2 separate regions of the Arachis hypogaea genome follow, and region 1 is linked to region 2. The links are chromatin contacts, called in public Hi-C maps. All regions are on one chromosome and are shown on one strand. The core of a region is the stretch at or near the end of the contact, and the rest is flanking DNA. Distances in the headings are between cores, read along the strand shown. Region 1 holds the start of LOC140177495. Region 2 holds the start of LOC112737697.

What was found. Hi-C and Micro-C count contacts between places; a contact is called where the count stands out from the background.
Region 1: a contact with region 2 is called in a Hi-C map of leaf, with 1.6 times the contacts expected there. The contact joins the promoter of LOC140177495 here to the promoter of LOC112737697 in region 2. A contact is called at or near these places in 4 of 8 Hi-C or Micro-C datasets (leaf and an unstated tissue).

The regions. Positions count from the first base shown.
Region 1 is chr13:23,203,380-23,208,420 of arahy.Tifrunner.gnm2.J5K5, forward strand. It overlaps LOC140177495, which reads right to left and starts at 2,527. Exons shown (of 1, transcript XM_072210607.1): 1 at 1,964-2,527. The coding sequence starts at 2,527. The coding sequence ends at 1,964. It overlaps LOC140177496, which reads right to left. Exons shown (of 2, transcript XM_072210609.1): 1 at 4,823-5,041; 2 at 4,367-4,567. The coding sequence ends at 4,367.
Region 2 is chr13:23,043,565-23,048,654 of arahy.Tifrunner.gnm2.J5K5, forward strand. It overlaps LOC112737697, which reads right to left and starts at 1,318. Exons shown (of 7, transcript XM_025787724.2): 1 at 1,167-1,318.

The sequences.
Region 1 (5,041 bases), core at 1,277-3,776, 160 kb after region 2:
TAAGGATAGAGGTTTTACCTTGTGAGTAAAATGACCGTGTGTGTGAGAGGGTTGATGGTTGGTCTTACTTTTACCTTTATACTTCCTTATTGACTGAATTAGGTGTCCGACTCCCATTTTCCAATTTTGAATGTAGGGTTTTATTTTGGTTGAATTGCGCTCCGTCTCAGTTACACCCCAACTTGTGGGGTTTTGTCCGGACCTTCGAAATTTTGATGGATGTTTTAGAGCGTCGTCCTCCATCCCTTAGGGTTTTCTTTTCCCTTTTCCAAACTAAAGGTGTTAGACGTGGCTTGTAGGTGAACCTTAGTAGCCATCCCCGTCGTTCTATTTTCTCTCTCTATAAGTTTTCTTATAAAAATTTTAAGACCATGTTTGTGAAAATTAGAAGCGTTGAGGAGGAGTTTCCGTTTTATCTGAATGAGTTTTTAGAGGAGAGGTTTCCTGTTTCTTGGTCCCCTGAGCCTACCCCGGTGCTTGATGTTGATGATAGGGTGTCCGACGATAATATTGTCTTGGAGTTTTTGTTAGAAATGTTAGAATCTAAAGGACTGTTATCTATTGCGGAGTTGTTAAAGTGGGATTCAGATAAAGAAGCCGTTTTGGATTACCTAGGTAATTAGTTTTGGTAATGATTTTTGCTATGATGGTATAGTCGTTCCTGATATTTGTTTTTTGTGTATCTTTGCAGCTGAGAAGGCTCCCACAATTACTACTACTGGGTTGAAATCGTTTTTCAGTCAAAGAAAAAAGAATGAGAAAGAGGGGTCGACCGCTAATGCTGATAAGGAGGGTGGTAATGTTGCCGTACAGTCCGAGGTGAACCCTCGCCAAAAAAGAAAGAGGGGAAAGACTCGTGGGAAAGATGCTGGGGTTGTTGAAGGTAAGGAGGAAGATTCTCATAACCTGGCGATCGTGGAATCCGCCTATGAGTCTCAAAAGAGGCTTCATGGGTACCGTGATGACGATCATATGAAATCCTTGTGGTCGAGGTTTTTTCCTTTCACAACTCTTGCCGACGAGTTGTGTCGTTTTCCTGAGGACTTGAAGATGATTGATGAAGTTGGGCGAGCCGGAACCAGTCGTTTCCTCCAGGTATTTTGTTTGTACATTTGTTTTCCAATTTGTTTTTTTTTGGTTATCTACTGATTAGTTTCTTTCTCAGGTGATTGGCGCTCGGATTGTTGCCATAGGTAGGGCTCAGGAGCTTGCTATTGAGTCTGAGAGGAAAGAGTCCCTTAGTGTTGCTGAGCTATCTTCTGCTGTTTAGGAGAAGGAGAAAGTGATTATTGAGCTTTCATCCTCTCTTAAACAAAAAGAGACCGAGCTTATCGAGGAGAAATGGCTTCAGTTGTCAGTTTCCCAGGAGTCTAAAACCTTGAAGTCTGAGAACAGGCTGAACAGCCAGCTAGCAGCTTGGGTGAAGGAGCTGGAAAATGAAGTTTATGAGGCTTTCGCTCAAGGTTTTGATCGGGCCGCCTTCCAGATTCGAGTTTTGTTTCCTGAGGTTGATGTTGCTAAGCTTGACGCTACAAAGATTATTGTTAATGGGGAGTTGATTGATGATGAGGCTGAGAAATAGAGTGAAAGCTCAAGTATTGGAGACAAGATAGAATGAAATTATTGTTAGCTTATTATTTTGCTTGTTTGTAAATTTGACATTGATGTGTTTTGTTGAACATTGCCGAGGTTTATGGCGTTTGTCTGTTTTGACTTTGCCGAGTATGAAGCTCGGTTTACTTTTTGGATTAGATATTGGTTTGATCTAGTTTGCATGAATGACATAGATGTCATTATAGTATGATGTTTTGCGAATTGATATTAGAACTGATCGAATTTATTATGTCGTTTACATGATGTAATGTGGCGTCCGGCCTCGTTAAAACCCTTTGAGTAAAACCCTATTATTCTGGAAAAAAATCTCAAATGGGAAAAAGAGTACCTTCATTCGTTCTGATACATGTTATGATTGATATTTCCTCAGAGAGGATACATTCCAGTTTCCTGGGATTAGGTCCCTTGCAAGTGTTTCCAGTTGGTATGCTCCCTTGTCGAGAACTTTGCGGATTCGGAATAAGCCTTCCCAATTTGCTGCTAACTTCCCATGAGCTTGAGGTTTCCTGGCTTCCTCTGTCTTTCGAAGGACGAGTTCCCCCTGTTCAAATGTTCGGAGAATTACCTTTTTATCGTGTCGCCTTTGTATGAGTTGCTTCATTGCTTGTTGTCTTATTGCTGCCATTTCTATTTCTTCGTCTATTAGATCTAAGTCGGTTGCCCTTGTATTGGTATTTTTGTCTTGATTATATAGCTCGGCTTTCAGAGTTGGCGTGCTGATTTCCACCGGTATGAGTGCTTCTGCTCCGTATACCAGTTTGAAGGGGGTTTCCCCTATTGCCGATTGGACTGTTGTGTTGTAGCTCCATAGAATTTCAGGAATAAGGTCGGCCCATTCGCCTTTGACATCGTCCAACTTCTTTCTTAAAGCCTTCAAGATAACTCGGTTAGCCGATTCCACATGTCCATTCATTTGTGGGTGTTCGACCGAACTGAAATGATGTTTTATGTTAAAATTTTGTAAGAAAGAGACGAGGTTACGGTCTGTAAATTGTCTTTCATTATCGGAGACTATTTCTCTTGGTACACCATAGCGACATATGATATTTTTTCAAAGGAAAGACCTTACCTTTTCAGCTATTATTCGTGCGAGGGGTTTTGCTTTTATCCATTTTGAAAAGTAGTCTATTGATACCAAAAGAAATTTTACCTCCCCTGGCGCTTTCAGGAGGGGTCCGAGAATATCTAGTCCCCATCTGTCGAAAGGCCAGCTTACCTCTAGAGTGTGCAGCTTCTCAGCTGGTGTTGTTGAGATCGTGGCGTGCTTTTGGCAATTGCCACATGCTTTGACTTTGGCCATGCAATCCCTCATTATCGTTGGCCAATAGTACCTCGTTCTTAGGATCTTAGCAGCTAATGCGCGGCCTCCGATATGGTTTCCGCATACTCCTTCGTGTGTTTTCACCATTACTATTTCGGCATCGTCTTTGCTGATACATCTGAGGAGTGGTTGTGAGAGTCCTCGCCTGTATAGGTTGCCTCCGACTATTGTGTAAAAGCTTGCTCTCCTTCAAAAGAGTTGTGGATTTCGTTCCTCTCTTGGAATAGTTCCTGTGTTGATATACTCGAGAAAAGGGGTCCTCTAGTCTCTTACCTGTGTAATACTCAACACATAATTTAGCTCAAAGCTCGGTTTTTCAAGTGTTAATTGTGAAAGTGTTGGTGTGTGTGTTGTTGACCTGGTGGTGGCTAGTTTAGATAACACATCGGCCCTTATACTCTGTTCTCTATTAACATGTATAATTTCGAATTTATCAAACTTTAAAATGAGATCCTTTGTTATGAGCCAGTATTTCTCTCACAAAGGATCTTTTACCTGGAATTCTCCCGTAACTTGTTGTACTACCAAGAGTGAATCATAGTAGACTATGAGTTGGTGTATTTGTAAGTTTTGAGCGAGTCTTAGTCCGGCAAGCCGGGCTTCATACTCTGCTTGGTCGTTACTTGCTGTAAAAGTAAATTGCACTGATTGTTCGGCTATGATATTGTCTCCTTCCTTTAACATTACCCCTGCTCCGCTTCCTTCTCGGTTTGATGCACCATCTACATGTAACTTCTAGCTTTGTTTGATATGTTGTTCCTCAGTTGTCATTTCCGAGATGAAGTCAGCCAGCACTTATGACTTCAGAGCCTTTCTTGGTTGGTATTGTATATCAAACTCGAAAAGTTCGACAGACCATTTAGTCAGGCGTCCTGCAATCTCGGGCTTTGTTAGAATTTGCCTCAAAGGTTGGTCTGTTCTTACCACTATTGTGTGGCTTTGGAAGTAATGCTGTTGCCTTCTTGCTGTGGTGACCAGTGCTAATGCTAGTTGCTCTATCCTCAAGTACCTTATCTCTGTTGGCTGTAGCACTCTACTGACAAAGTATACCGGGCTCTGTGTCTTACCTGTTTCAGTAACCAAAACAGAACTTATATCACATTTAGAAATTGAGAGGTATAAATATAATGGTTTACCAGCCTCTGGTTTCTTGAGAATCGGCAGTGATGACAAGATCATTTTGAGCTTGGTGAAGGATTGTTCGCAATCTTCTGTCCAGTTGAACTTTTTGTTTTTGGAGATGGTTTGAAAGAAATGATATGATCGGTTTGCTACTGTTGGGAGGAAGCGTGATAGTGCGGCCACCCTTCCAGCGAGCTGCTGTACTTCTTTTATTGTTTTTGGGCTTGCCATGTTGAGAATAGCTTCACATTTTTCTAGGTTTGCTTCAATTCCTTGGGAGGTCAGCATGAATCCTAGGAATTTTCCTCCTTAGACCCCAAATGCACATTTTTCTGGATTAAGCCTCATATTATATGCTCGGATTTGCTTGAAAATTTCTTGTATGTCGTCGCAGTGTGAGCCTTGTGATGGGGTCTTTGCCGCCATGTCGTCTACATAGATCTCCATGTTCCGACCTCTTTGTTGGTGGAAGACTTTGTCCATTAATCTTTGATATGTTGCACCTGCATTCTTTAGGCCAAATGGCATTACCTTATAACAAAAATTTTCATGTTCTGTTATGAAAGCTGTTTTGCTTTGGTCTTCTGGATGCATAAGGATCTGGTTGTAGCTAGAGTATGCATCCATGAAGGTTAAGCTTTTATATCCTGAAGCATTGTCTACCAGTTTGTCAATACAAGACAATGGATAAGCATCTTTTGGACAAGCCTTATTAAGATTTGTAAAGTCGACGCACATTCGCCATTTACCTGAGTTCTTTCTTACCATTACCACATTTGAGAGCCACGTGGTGAAGCGGATCTCTTTGATAAAGTCGGCATTGAGGAGCTTCTTAGTCTCTTCAAGAGCTGCTTTCACCTTTTCTGCTCCGAGGTTCCTTTTCTTTTGGGCAATAGGTCGAATTGTTTTATTGATAGCAAGTTTATGGCAGATGACCCTTGGGTCTATTCCAGGCATGTCCGCTGGTGTCCAGGCGAATAGGTC
Region 2 (5,090 bases), core at 68-2,567:
TCCAAAGATTCAAATAGGAAATAATATAAAGTAATTAGTATAGTAAAAATATTGGGAAAAAGGGAATTTATCACATATGCAGCAAACAATTAAATATTTTAAGAACCACACTGCAATATAGTATATAGACTCAACACTTTGAATCTAAGCAAAATAATATTGAAAACAAACTTGCAAGACAATTTATATTAAAAAGAAGAAAAGAAAATGAAGTCTGGAACAAGGAAAAATTAATACAGAGTATAAAAACAAAAGGAAGCAATGAGAGTTTATAAAAACAGGACGTTATGAAAGAAGACCAATGCTTCACTAAAACTAAAGAAAGCATCATTTGAAGATATAAAAGTAATTCCAGTCATAAACCAAAAATAGAAAACAAAAGAACAAACAAATCCGTGAAATCAATACTAAAGACACAAACTAATAACAGAAACAGTTACAAAACGCAGAAATGAATGCGATAAAGCATAAATCAATTCCTTTATATCAAAACAATGGCCTAGACAGTAGATACTAATTTACATCATGTTGAAAGAAAATTAGAACAAATTAGAACACCAAATTAAATAATTAAAAAACAGCAACCACAAAACTTAGATGAACCAGTCCCACAAATTATCATTACTTCCTTTTGTTTTTATACTCTATATTAACTTTTTCTTTGTTCCAGACTTGATTTCCTTTTCTTCTTTTTAATATAAATTGCCTTCCAAGCTTGTTTTCAATCTTATTTTGCTTAGGTTCAAAATGTTGTGTCAATGTACTATATTGCAATATAGTTCTTAAACATTCAATTGTTCTGCTGCATTATGTGATAAATTCCCTTTTCCCCAATACTTACTAGACTAATTACTTTATATTATTTCCTATTTTGAATCTTTGGAATCCTAAGCTGCATCACTATTACAGAATCCATAACTCAAACCCTAAACAATAGAGAATAGAATAACAAAATAATAGAGATCAGAATCAATAATCAGTAACTAAAAAATAGAGAACAGAATTTGTAAATCAGTGATTAATCAAGAAAAAAAAATCAGTAAATCAGACATTCCAAAGCTCAAACTGAATCATCAAACATCCCTCAAAACTCAAACAGAAAACAGAATCTTCAAACATCCCTGCCACAAACAGCAAAATAAAAGAAAAATAAACAAATAGCTTACCAGAGCAGAGAAAGAGAGAGCCTTCGGTCTGCGCAGCTGTGAGGGAGAGAGAAACGCGAGGGAGAGCGACCCAAGGGCGCCGGTGCGAGAGAGAGCGACTTCGATCCGAGACGGAGAGAGAGGGAACGTCCGATTTGTGAAGTATAATTTTTTAAAATTTTTAACACACAAAATCTTCCCTCCTATTTGTAAACCTACACAAAACTCAACCTCTGATTTCTGAACTTTAATTTTTTAAAACATAGATCTGACTTTTTTATTTGTGTTTTAAAATTAAAAAAAAAAATTTAATGTACAAATTAGACCTTCTTCTTTATAATTACCTTTATATTAAATTAAAATACACCACTTCTTTATGAGAGAGAATAATACAATAATAATTTTCATATAAAAAAATTAGCCTTTAAATTCATGCAAATGTATATTAAAAAAAAATCATTCGTAAGGTGGGTGGCATTATAACAAATAAAAAAGGTGAACACTTAATTCTGTCTTTATTTATTTAAAATTAGAACAAGACAATTTTTGTAAAAAAAATACTCAAGCCAGCTCTTATTTGTCTCTAAAATGAGTCATCGTGGCCCCTCTACCATCTTCCTTTATCAAACTTGACAGAAAAATCATCATATCTAACGTGGACGTTTATTTAGATTTAAGTGTCATGTTGGATTAAGAGGAATAAACAAGAGTCGATTTGTCCTCTTGCCTCCTTCAAAAACGACGCATCATCCGCTGAACCAAAACTTAATTTGGATGATTCTTTGCTCCCTCAACTTCTCCTTACTCATTCGTATGCGAAACAACAAAAGACAAATCCTAAAACACCATGATTGGGAGTGGAGAACGTTGTTCGTCCTCGAACCTGTGAATCGGAGGCAATAATTCGATTTGCAGCATGAACTCTAGTGAGAGTGTTGGAGCTTAAAGGAAGAAAAAATAAGTATCTCTAAAGTGCTATTGCGAGTCTCATGCTATTAAAAAAAATGCAATTTAGGAATAGACTCACTAACCTGAACGGCGACAACAGCTATCTCCACTCGACGTCATTTGTGACTCCATCAATTGTGCAGTTAGAAGCGTCGTTTGGGTCCTTCTCAGCGACCTTGTTAGCACCCTTGTTAGCACCACAATCAACTACTCCATCTGGTGTTTCTCTTTTCATGCGAAGAATATTACAAGGATTTGGTTATTTTGTAAATACGGATTAAGGTTTGGGGTTATGTGGGTGAGAGCGATGTTTCATTCTGCCATTCCTCAAAAGCGACGTCGTTTTTGGAGGAGGCATGGGGACAAATCGACCCCTGACCATTTCTCCTAATCCAACATGGCACTTCAGTCTGAATAAACGTCCATATCAACGCCGATAACTGTCATATAAGATTTTTTCCGTCAAGTTTGATTAGGGGAAGCGATGGAGAGGCCGTGATGACTCACTTTAGGGATGAATAGGACTTAGGAGCCAGCGTGGGTGTCTTTTTTGACAAAGATTGCTTTGTCCTAATTTGGAATGGATAGGAAGGGATGGCAAAATTCTCCGAGACGCGGGGATCCCTGCGGGGACTGCCCCGAATGGGATCCGATTGTGGGAAATTTTTCCCGTGGGGATGGGGATGGGGGACAAAATTCCCCCGAAGCAGGAGCGGGGATCCCTGCCCCGTCCCCGCTATTCCCCGAAATTTATAAATTCCTTGAATTATCCTTAATAATTTATTTCTCATATATGTTTTTTAGTCATTTCTCACACACACATATATATAGAAACCCAAAACTCCTAATCTTTATTTGCATAACCCCTCTTCAATTCAGAGATCCCTAAGGCTGTCCATACTCCATCCAACCTCTCTGCAGCCACCCCCTCGTCACCCTTCTCACCGCATCGTCACACCTCACCGTGCCATCACCCTTACTGTGTCGTAATTTCTATTTGCGGTGTTCCTTTTTGTAACTCTGCCGTCGTGTCCATTCTCCTCTCTGTTGTCGCGTCTCCCACCTCGTCCACTGCTTTTTCCTTTGGCTCGTCGTTGCGTCCCCCATTGCGTTATTTTGAAAGAAGTCACCATCGTGTCATTTAGACTTTTTGTATAAAATCTTGCAGTTTTTGTATAAGATAGATACTTGTAGCTCTATTCATATGGAAATTAATAATTAGTTAGAACTATTATGTAGATTGGGGAATGGGGTCCCCGCGGGGAATGGGCCCCGTGGAGAATGGAGATGGGGAGCAATATTCCCCACGGCGGAGAATGGAGCGGGGATGGGGAGCAAATATGAGGGCGGGGATGGGGAGCAGAGAGGCATCCCCGCCCCCGCCCTGCCCCATTGACATCCCTAAATAGGAGCCAGCGTGGGTGTCTTTTTTGACAAAGATTGCTTTGTCCTAATTTGGAATGGATAGGAATCAGGTTAGGTATTCACTCTAAAAAAAATTGGGAGTCATTTTCCTTGTATTTTATCTACTTATATTTTCAATAATAATAATAATAATAATAATAATAATAATAATAATAATAATAAATAATGAAAAGAAAAAAAATTAAAATTTTAATTTTAGTTTTGTTTCAGGGCTTACCTAGAATTAGGATGGTTTGGTTTGAACATGAGGTCTAGACGTCTTTGAGTGAAATATCCAACGTTTTTTTCTATAAGGATGAAGTCGTCCAAGTTCCTCGTGAGGAGGTAGGGGTGGTACCTACAATGGACTCTGATGGCTAAATTAGCAAAGGTTTTTAGGCAAGTTTTTAGTAGACTGGAGTTCGAAGAATACCTGAGAGTGTCAGGGTATTTATAAGTATAGATGTAGAGTCAATAACTACCTTTGAAGTAGTTCCACCTTCGATGGTGGGTTTGTTGCTCCCTTTTATTAGGGAGGTTGTTGAGATCTCATTTTTAGATGAATAAAAGAAATTGTAGGAGTTAATTGCTGATTCAGATAAGTAGGGCTAGGCTAACGTTACCATGTCCGACCTCTATGAGATTGAGTAGGTGTCGATCCGAATGATATCTGTTGATTGGATTTTATTCATTTTGGAGCTGGCTTTAGTGGTCAGGATATGAACAACTTTATAATAAGAAGAAAAAGAAAAGAAGAATGTTAGAGAATCATTAGAATTTATTATTTGTTACTATTAATTAGCCATCAATATTTAAAAGTATCGGCCATCAAAATTGAATTGATGGCTAGGTAATTGTCAAAAATAATAAATTTTGATCGCCTAGTCTTCTCTAAAGAAAAAACTCGTAAGAAAGAATTGACATTACAAGAAGACAGAAAAACTAACCGAATATTGAAGCAAAAAATAAGAGAGAATTTCTTTGGACACGGCAAGAGCACCCAAGCACGGATCCAAGAAGAAGATAGAGGAGACATTTGCTCCCACAAACATATTGAAAAAAATGAAAATTATAGATAGATGTTGAGTTTTATGGTAAAAAAATTATAATTATCTTGTTAAATTTGATTTTTTGTATAGAAATTAAAAATAAATAAATAAATTAACTCAATAAAAAATAATAAATAGTTATAGTTAATTTTTAACACTAGTTAAGTAGTAAGTTAATAATTAAATTGAAACTTAATTTTTTAAATATAACTAAAATTATTAGTGTTCTTTTTAAAGTTATTTAAGATCAAAATGCATATTATCTATATTATTAGAGAAATGTTAAAGGACCATTAGAATTTATCATTTTTGGTCATTATTTAGCTATTAATGTTTAAAAATATAGAATAAAGTATATTGTTGAATTACTAGACTAAAGGAACTATACTAAAGAAATTGAGTTGATAGTTAAGTGATGACTAAAAACAATAAATTCTGATAACGCTCTAATATTTCTCATATTAATATATTAACATTCTTTATTAAAATAATCTTGTTTATGCTGGTAATTGTTTGAGTTAAAAAATATATTTATACCATAAAT